Regions from separate parts of the Sus scrofa genome. Here all the other regions are linked to region 3. Evidence: chromatin contacts called from public Hi-C data. All regions are on one chromosome and are shown on one strand. The core of a region is the stretch at or near the end of the contact, and the rest is flanking DNA. Distances in the headings are between cores, read along the strand shown.

The links. Hi-C and Micro-C count contacts between places; a contact is called where the count stands out from the background.
Region 1: a contact with region 3 is called in a Hi-C map of liver, with 7 times the contacts expected there. The contact joins the promoter of TMEM238 here to the promoter of HSPBP1 in region 3. A contact is called at or near these places in 1 of 5 promoter capture datasets (fetal liver), 6 of 47 Hi-C or Micro-C datasets (blood, embryonic fibroblasts, epiblast stem cells and 3 more) and 1 of 2 datasets of contacts at active chromatin or transcription factors (alveolar macrophages).
Region 2: a Hi-C map of liver shows a contact between it and region 3, with 3 times the contacts expected there. The contact joins the enhancer-like site here to the promoter of HSPBP1 in region 3. A contact is called at or near these places in 3 of 5 promoter capture datasets (fetal liver, fetal skeletal muscle and liver), 9 of 47 Hi-C or Micro-C datasets (blood, liver, mesenchymal stem cells and 5 more) and 1 of 2 datasets of contacts at active chromatin or transcription factors (skeletal muscle).

What each region holds. Positions count from the first base shown.
Region 1 is chr6:59,554,461-59,557,378 of Sscrofa11.1, forward strand. It overlaps TMEM238 (transmembrane protein 238), which reads right to left and starts at 1,553. Exons shown (of 2, transcript XM_021095016.1): 1 at 1-1,553. The coding sequence starts at 399. It overlaps RPL28 (60S ribosomal protein L28), which reads left to right and starts at 2,126. Exons shown (of 5, transcript XM_021095010.1): 1 at 2,126-2,260; 2 at 2,602-2,690; 3 at 2,786-2,909. The coding sequence starts at 2,185.
Region 2 is chr6:59,577,802-59,580,868 of Sscrofa11.1, forward strand. No RefSeq gene overlaps it. Among named protein-coding and RNA genes, the nearest start is that of UBE2S, 8.9 kb to the left of the region's middle. Within about 2 kb of position 1,805, at least 3 of the 83 cell types and tissues checked have an H3K27ac peak or open chromatin away from gene starts, as enhancers often do. A contact at or near this core is called in liver, where this site is marked.
Region 3 is chr6:59,463,202-59,465,921 of Sscrofa11.1, forward strand. HSPBP1 (hsp70-binding protein 1) reads right to left here and starts at 1,332. Exons shown (of 8, transcript XM_003127468.5): 1 at 986-1,332; 2 at 359-655. The coding sequence starts at 562.

The DNA.
Region 1 (2,918 bases), core at 303-2,802, 91 kb after region 3:
CCGGCCCGCCGCGGAGGAAGCTGGCGCCGACCAGCGGCGGGAGAGCTTTCGCGCGAGGCGGGCGAGCGCCGAGGGCCGCAGGCCGTAGTCGCGCTCGAGCTCCTGGCGCGAGATCTCGATGTTGCCGGTGTACCAGAGGATCCAGCCGAGCAGGCTCAGGAAGACGAGCAGCGCGCCCGAGTAGATGAGCAGGTCGCCGAAGTCCCGGCCGCGCACCTGCAGCTGCGCGAACACGCCGGTCAGCAGCGCCGCCATGCCCGCCACGTCCAGCGCCACGGCGAGGAGCAGCGCCATCCGGCAGCGGCCCAGGCCGGACGAGGGCACCGGCGCGCCCGCCGGCGGGAACGGTGCGCCCGGCGGGGCCCCCTGCGAGGCGCCTACCGCCGGCGCCGCCGCCATGGCCGTGCTCCGCCGCCGCCGCCGCCGCTGGCTCCGACCGAGAGCTTTCCGCGTTCCGGGCGCGGCCCGGCCCGGGGCGGGGTCAGGGGACCGCGCCAGGTGTGCCCGGCTCCCGCCTGGTCACCTGAGCAGTACAGACTGGCCTGGCCCGGAGGCGATCTAGCTGTGTTTTCTGGGCAGGACCTGGCCTTCAGAAGCCTATGCTGGGAACAGCGGGACGCAAAGATGCGTGCGGCCTCTGTATCCCAAGGAACTCGGAGCAGCGCATGGTCAAAATTCAGGGTGTTCTAGTGGAGGCAACGTAGGGCGCTCTGGGAGCCCGAGCATAGTTTCTGTTCAGTGCCTACCTCCAGGCGCCTCCGCCCCCGGTGCACCAGTGGGAACAGATGGGGTGAAAAAGAAGGATCAGACAAGGCCCTGAACCTCAAGGAACTCTGGGAGGCAGGGAGTCAACAGAGTGCCTTAAGGAAGGAAACGGCTCCGTGGAGCTGAGGCTGCTCTCAGTCACTGCCGGCCTCCTGTGTGGCCCAGAGCGAATGATTAATGATCGCAAAGGCGGATCAGACACTCACAGGAACTCTGCCGCCACCATCGGATCAGAGCTCCGTGATGAAGGCAGGAGGGTAACCCCCAACATTCCCGTTGGCTCAGGTTTCTCCTGGGGTCTTTAGACTCTCAGGATGTATTACTCGCGAAGTCCAGGTGCACAGAGAGATGGACCAGACAAGGTCCCTGCCCTCCCCTCGAGGAGTTGCTGGACATGATCACATCAAAGCGCGCTAATGGGGTGCCAAGGGACTGTCATTCCTTTTGTTCCCTTGGAGTCTCTGTGCTGGTCAGGCCGAAGACACAGAGATATATCAGGCAAGGTTCCTGCTCCTTAAAGATGACCCTGACGACAGAAAACAAACGTCTATAAAGTGTAACAGGTGACATGGGGCAGGCTGGAGGAGGATGGGGGAGGCCGCGGGGCACAGGGAAGAGGCAGGGCAAACAAGTATGGAAACCCTCAAGGAACCAAGAGCTTTCCCAGACAAATCTTTTCCTCCAAACGCAACTCGCCCTTAAGAGGAAATCCACGGTTCCCTGCGGAGACAGTCTGCGAGAAGGTTCCGTCAGGCTTCTCTCTAGACTCAAATAGCTCTGGATTTAATTTTAAGACGGCCCTGGGGAGGGGGAAATAACAGGGGGTTCCTGGAGTTAGCCGAGGGGTTCCGAACGTAGCCGATTGGAGATCGACTGTTTCCGAGCAGATCCGAAGGGGCACGGGCCAATAAGTGGGAAGGCGGCCGCCCCTCCGAAGAGCGTTTCCGGAGAGTTTCGAAAATGTCCGAAACTACTTAACTACCTTCTTCGGGAATAGCCGAGGGCCTACGAAGAAGACTGGAAGCACCCGAAGACTATGGAGCAGAGCTAGGTTTTAATAGTTCAGGCACTCTCACGTTCCTTCATAAAACAAATATTTATTGAGTTGAGCATCCATTCTGTGGCCAGCAATGGGTGGCAATATTGGAAGAGGCCGCTGAGGAAGGGGCCGTGGGGCTTCTAGAGGTGGACACAATCGGAAACCCAGCCGTGGGCTTCCGACAACACAAGAAGGGCTATCCAAACTGTCCCCTTCCGCGTCGAGAACACGCCCTCGGGTCCCTAGCCGAAGAGTTCCGAAAATCCCCGAAGGGTTTTGCGACGGGCTGGCGGAAATAGCCGAGCGTTGCCGAGCTGGTTCGGAGACGGGAGGGGAGAGGCGGGGGACAGTCGACGCGCGTGCCCAGAGAGGAAGCGGAAATGCGTGTGGGTATTAAAAGCGTCGCTCCGCCCCCGGCGTGTCTCTTTCCGTCTCCGGCCGCCGCACGGAGAGGAGGTGAGGTGCGGCCTCTTGTCCGCCCGCGTGGCCGTCTCGCGCCCGCCGCCGTGGGTCTGTGCCCTTGCCTGGCCTCTCTCGCTGCGCCGCTCGCCTCCCTGGCTGCCCCCGAGCCCCGCCGCCCTAGGTCGCTGTGCATTTTCATTTTCTTGTCGCTCGTAGTCTCGGCCGCCTAAGTTCAGCTCCTCTACCTTAGGCCGCCCAGCCCCGCCTGGCAGATTTCTAAGCGCTCTCGGCCCACACGGTTCCCCCATTCCCCAGGTCCCCACACGCGGCCTTCCCCTGTTGTTCACCGTCGGCCTGCTGCTCCCTTGACATTTCCCGGGCCCCTTCCTCCGCAGCTGCCGTTATGTCCGCGCACCTGCAATGGATGGTGGTGCGGAACTGCTCCAGCTTCCTCATCAAGAGGAACAAGCAGACGTACAGCACCGTAAGTGGGGCCCCGACGCCTGGGTCTGAGGGAGGGACCTTTACGACCGCTGGGCCCTGGCCCCTTTCGCGACCGCCATGTGTCCCGCTTCCCAGGAACCCAATAACCTGAAGGCCCGCAACTCCTTCCGCTACAACGGGCTGATTCACCACAAGACCGTGGGCGTGGAGCCGGCGGCGGACGGCAAAGGGGTCGTGGTGGTGATGAAGCGGAGATCCGGTAAGCATC
Region 2 (3,067 bases), core at 555-3,054, 120 kb after region 3:
ACGGCTCTGATTCGACCCCTAGCCTGGGAACCTCCACATGCCACGGGAGCGGCCCAAGAAATGGCAAAAAGACAAAAAAATAAAAGAAAATAAAATGAAAAAATAAAACACAATTGTCCTCTGACCCAGCAGTTCACCCCCCTAGGAGGTCACCCCAGGAAAAAGTAAGTGAATGCTCCACATGGTGTGCAGAAGGACCCGCCTCAAAGTGTTGTTTGTAGTAGTGAAAACTGGGAAAACTCCACGCGTCCAGTGGTATGGACTAGATTAAAAATCATGCTGCTGCCTGGACGGCAGTGTCCATGCCATGAGAGAGCCAGAGTCAGGAAAGAGACTGAGGAGCTGTTCAAGCTGGAGGAGCCTCGAGAGGCCAAGTGACCAGACGTGGCTGATCCTGGAGGACCCGGGGCTGAACGGAGAGGGGCTCCGAAAGGCCGCATCGGGACAGCGGGCGCAGGGTGAAGGTGCGTGTCATCAGTATGAAGTTCTTGATGGTGACCGTACTGCAGCTGTGTAAGAGAATGTCCTTGTCCTTCCCAAATGTCCCTTGGGGGCAACTTACTGTCCAGTGTCTCAGGAAAAAATGTACATGGGAAGAAAACTGTAAAGCAGTGTGATGAAACCTCAACAACTGATGAATTGACGAAGGTTGCGCAGGCGTTCTTGGACGTATTCTTGTACTCTTCTCCAAGTTTGAAACTATGTCAAGGTATGAAGTTAAAGGCATTTCCCTCCTGGCTCAGCAGGTTATTTAAGAATCTGGCACTGGTTCTGCTGTGGTGTGGGTTTGATTCCTGGCCTAGGAACTTCTGCATGCTGTGGACAGGCAAAAAACAAAAACAAAAACAAAAACAAAAACAGAGGAGTTCCTGCTGTGGCTCAGTGGGATCAGCAGCATCTTGGAAGCACTGGGTCGAAGGAGTGATCCCTGGCCCAGCACAGTGGCTTAGGGATGCAGTGTTGCCACAGCTGTGGCTTAGCTCATGGCTTTGGCTTGGATCTGATCCCTGGCCTGGGAACTCCATGTGCCACCAGGCGGCCAAAAAACAAACAAACAGGAGTTCCCACTGTGGTGCAATGGGATCAGCAGCGAATTTGCAGCTCCAGGATGTAGGTTTGATCCCCAGCCCAGCACAGTGGGTTAAAGGATCCAGCATTGCCACAGTTGCCCAATAGGTCACAACCGTGGCTTGGATCTGGTCTCTGGCCTGGAAACAGTGTATGCTGTGGGGCGGCCAAAAATGAAAACAAATGAACAAACTACCCCCAAAACACATGATGTTAAAAAGAAGTGCAGAGGGACTTCTCTTGTGGTGCAGAGGGTTAAGGATCTGGGGTTGTCACTGATGTGGCGTGGGTTCAATCCCTGGCTCAGGCACTTCTGCATGCTGTGGGTGAGGCCAAAACAAAAAAAAGGAAAAAAGGGAGTTCCCCGTCATGGCGCAGTGGTTAACGAATCCGACTAGGAACCATGAGGTTTCGGGTTCAATCCCTGCCCTTGCTCAGTGGGTTAACGATCCGGCGTTGCCGTGAGCTGCGGTGTAGGTCGCAGATGCGGCTTGGATCCCGCCTTGCTGTGGCTCTGATTCGACCCCTATCCTGGGAACCTCCATACGCCGAGGGAGCAGCCCAGGAAATGGCGAAAAGACAAAAAAGAAAAAAAAAAAAAAAGAAAAGACATGTGTACATAACCTCTAGTATTGATTTCAGAAGTTTGGGAGCCAGCCTCATCAAAGGAAGGTTAAGAATAGCTGCTCAGAGGCTGTATTTATCAACCCAAAGGAGATAGGAATTGAGCAAGTGTTAGGTTACAAAGCCCGGTTACAAAGGTGAAAATGCGTCTGCCAAATATTGCCCAACGAAGACAGGGTACATATGGATCAGATGGCTATTTTTTCCTTGGTTGAACAGAAACAAAGCAGTGGATGGGCATGTAGAGGCCATGTTGAATGAAAAATACACCCGCTTAAGCCCTGGCATCACAAAGCAGAGTGGAAGCTAATCTCCCCGCATGGGAGAGGAACGAGGCTTGTGTCTCCCCCATCACCTCACTCCTGGGCATCAGCCCCCTGAGAGGAATGCCCATCAAAGCCTGCGCCGTTTATGTTTAAATTTAAATTCTAGGAGTTCCTGTCGTGGCGCAGTGGTTAACAAATCCGACTAGGAACCATGAGGTTTCGGGTTCAATCCCTGCCCTTGCTCAGTGGGTTAACGATCTGGCGTTGCCGTGAGCTGTGGTGTAGGTTGCAGACGTGGCTCGGATCCCGTGTTGCTGTGGCTCTGGCGTAGGCCGGTGGCTACAGCTCCGATTCAACCCCTAGCCTGGGAACCTCCATATGCCGCGGGAGCGGCCCAAGAAATAGCAACAACAACAACAACAAAACAACAACAACAAAAAAAAGACAAAAAAAAATTTAAATTCTATTTCTAAAAACCAGGTAACACATACACACAAATCAGAAGTTCAAGAGCGTAGGGCACAAAGCCCCCAGCCATGCAGTGCCTCTCGCCATCAGCCAGCAACGTGCATCAGCCCAAAGAGGCCGCCCTCTCCTGCAGTAACAAGCAGCCCTAAGGCCCCAGTTGTTAAAGCAACATGGGTTTGTTTCTCACTCGAGGGTTGGCGGAGGCCCCTGTTTGGCATGACTCTCATTCCCAGTCCTGGTTGATCTGTCTGGAACCCAGCCTAGGAAGAGCAGCTCTCATGTGAGGTATTGCCCATGACCATGGCGGGAGGGGGCACGGGGTAGGGGGACAGCATGGGAATTTACTCACTGGCTCTCAGAAGCTTCTGCCTGCAAAGGCAGTTCTGCTCACATGTCAGGCCCATCACAGAGGTGTGTCTAACGTCCAGGAGGCGGGGAAGCAGGGTCCTGCTATCTGCCCAGGAGGAGAATCTCTGAGTGCTCGGTGATCCTATAGTTAGACACTTGGCATCACCACCCTCCCCAGTTACCTGCGGACAAAGCCTCCAGCAGAGAGTGGCGATTTCTAAGAATAGGCAAACCACCCTCACAGGCACCAGGCAGGGCATTTCAGAAGTGATCCTAACACCAGCACTGGAAGC
Region 3 (2,720 bases), core at 82-2,581:
AACTTCGGAACTACTCAGTGAAGTACCACTGGTATTCTAACTGTCAGCATCAACTTGCAAATAAAGAACTTGGGGCTCAGAAAGATGAAGGGACATACCCAAGGTCACACAGCCATAAAATGCTGAATCCAGGTCTGTCTGCGGAACCCTTGCCTCTTCTTTTTACCACGAGGCTACTCTGCCTCCCTGCACAGTGCAGGGATCCAGGGATCAGACCTTCAGTCTACAATAACCCCATCAAGCACAAGGAGGCTACTCTGCCTTCACACCTGGCCTCCCGACCCTCTCGGGACTCCCTCCCCAAGATATCTCGGTCCGCACACCCCTCACCCCGGCTTCTTGGGTCCCCCCCCTTTACCTCCTCACTCATGGGTTCTGGAGGTGGGTCTGGCTCTTCAGAGCCCGCCGTGATGGCCATCTGCAGCAGACCTTGGAGGTTTCGCGGGGGTGGGGGGTTGCCCGAGCCCCCAGCAGAGGAGCCGCTGCCCCCTGACGAGCAACCCTGAGAGGCTGGGGGCAGCGCCAGGGGAAGGCGGCTGCCCCCAGAGCCTTGGTCCGCCATGGGCTGTTTGCGAAGAAGGGACGAATGTGCTGGGGTAGGGGATGGTCACCGCTGAGGTAGCGCGGGCTTCCTGACCGGTCGACTCCTGGAGGTCTGCTGAGAAGGTGGCGTTTTAGGGGAGCTCGGCGGCCCTCCGCGACCCCAAACCACTCTGTCCACATGCCCTTTAACCACAGCCCCCATTCCTTCCTTCACACCGGCGAGACCCTTCCCCAAAGTCACAAGCCCCTCCTTCGTCCCTAGCAACAGGCCCCACCCACTCTCTCTAGCAACCCCCTCCCCCATCTTCACCGCAGGCGTTCCCGTCTCTTAGCAACCCCACTGCCCAGCCCTCATAGCAACCAGGCCTCCCTTTGGTTTTCTTGGCAACAAGTCTCCTCCCTCTTCTCCGAAAGAGGGGAGCCAGAGCGGGGCGGACCTCACCTCCCCGGGCCTCGTGTCGCCGCCGCTACTAAAGACAGAGTCGCCCGCACCTGACTACAATGGGCGCCGCCATATTGACAGGAAATACGCAAATCTCGCCCGGAAGTTCCCGGCGCAGACACCCCACTTAGGGCCTTAACTAGGCGTGAGGAGGCCTCGCCCAGCTCCGAAGTCCTTCCTAACTGGCGGGATACTGCGCTCCGCCCAGCCCCTCACCTAGGCCGCGCCCCTCGTGCTCCCGCTCTGGCCTAAGGCCCGCCCCCGGCCCGGATCCCGCCCTTAGCGAGCCCCACCTCCCCATGCTCATTGCAAGCCCCTGCCCTAGTGTAGGCCCCGCCCCCCGGCCTGGCTCTGCCTAGGCCCAAACGCGTCCACACCCAGCCCGAGTTCTAAACTGGTCCCTCTCCGCCCGCTTCAGGCTCCGCCCCTGTTCCAGGCCTTTCGGCCTCTCCCAGGTGAGCCCCGCCCCCGTGCCGGTTTGCCGGCCGTTCCCCCGTCAAGCCCCGCCCACTTCTTGGCCCCGCCCCATTCTCGCTGAGCGTGCCCCGCATCAGCAAGGGCTTTTCTCTTCCATCTAGGACCCCACCACGTCTTTTACTGGAGCCCTGGGGTCGCACCACTAATAACCTGACCCAGGCACCCAACCCCACCCGTCTCCTGGCCTCAGTTTCCCCATTCGTCAAAGGAGGCATTCTCCACACTGCAGCACTACCTGTGCCGGTGCTTATTACCCAACATCTGCCTGGTGGAATCTTCTCTGGGTCCTGCCCAGGTGCAGAGGAGGGGATCGTTGAAGCCTGAAGTAAATGCCCACGCAAGGTGGTTTAGGCCGCTTGAGGCCTCCCTGCACCAGATTTGGGGCTCAGGTCTGGGAATGTGCCTGGCCTTTGGAGGTGTTTCCTTTGGGGTGATCTTAAGCGAATCCTAGTTGTGGTCTTCCGTAAGAGACCCTTCCCCTCGAGGAAAGGCTGTACTTATCTTGTGACCTACGGTCACAGGTATATTGAGCCCTTGGCTAGGTCTGCAACATGCCAGGTGCTCTTTTGGACAGAGATGGAAAGACCAGTGTACAAGCTGTGTGTGTGTGTTGTTTGTTGTGGTTTGTAGCACTGAGAAGCCTAGCTATCTGACGTGGGTCTAGGCCCCTGTGTACTTTATTGTATCCCTTTCCTATTGTTGCTCTTAACAAATTACCAAAAACTTGGTGGCTTACAACAACGCAGATTTATTAGCTTACAGTTCTGGAGGTCAGAAGCCCCAAATGAGTCTCACTGAGTTAAAAACCAAGGTATCAGGGGGATTGTGTTCCTCCTGGGGGCTCCAGGGACCCTCTGTTTCCTTGCTTTTTCCAGCTTTTAGAGGCTGCCCACATTCCTTGGATTGTGGTCGCAGCATTTCAGCTTGTTTCTTTCCCTGTCCCATCTCCTCCTCTGCCTCTGATCCTCCTGCCTCCCCATGATAAGAACTCTTGGGATGACATGTAGGACCCACCCAAGGAACCAGGATGCTCTCCCATCTAAGACTTTCAACTCAGTCACACCTGCCACGTCCCTTTTGCTATGAATATGTAAGGCAACATATTTGCATGTTCTAGAAATTAGGATGTGGACATCTTTGGGGGCCCAGTATCCAGCCTACTATATATATATACTATGTACACTGACGTACAAGTCCCTCTATCTACAATACTATTTACATATATTATTATACATCATACCATATAATATGTATGTAC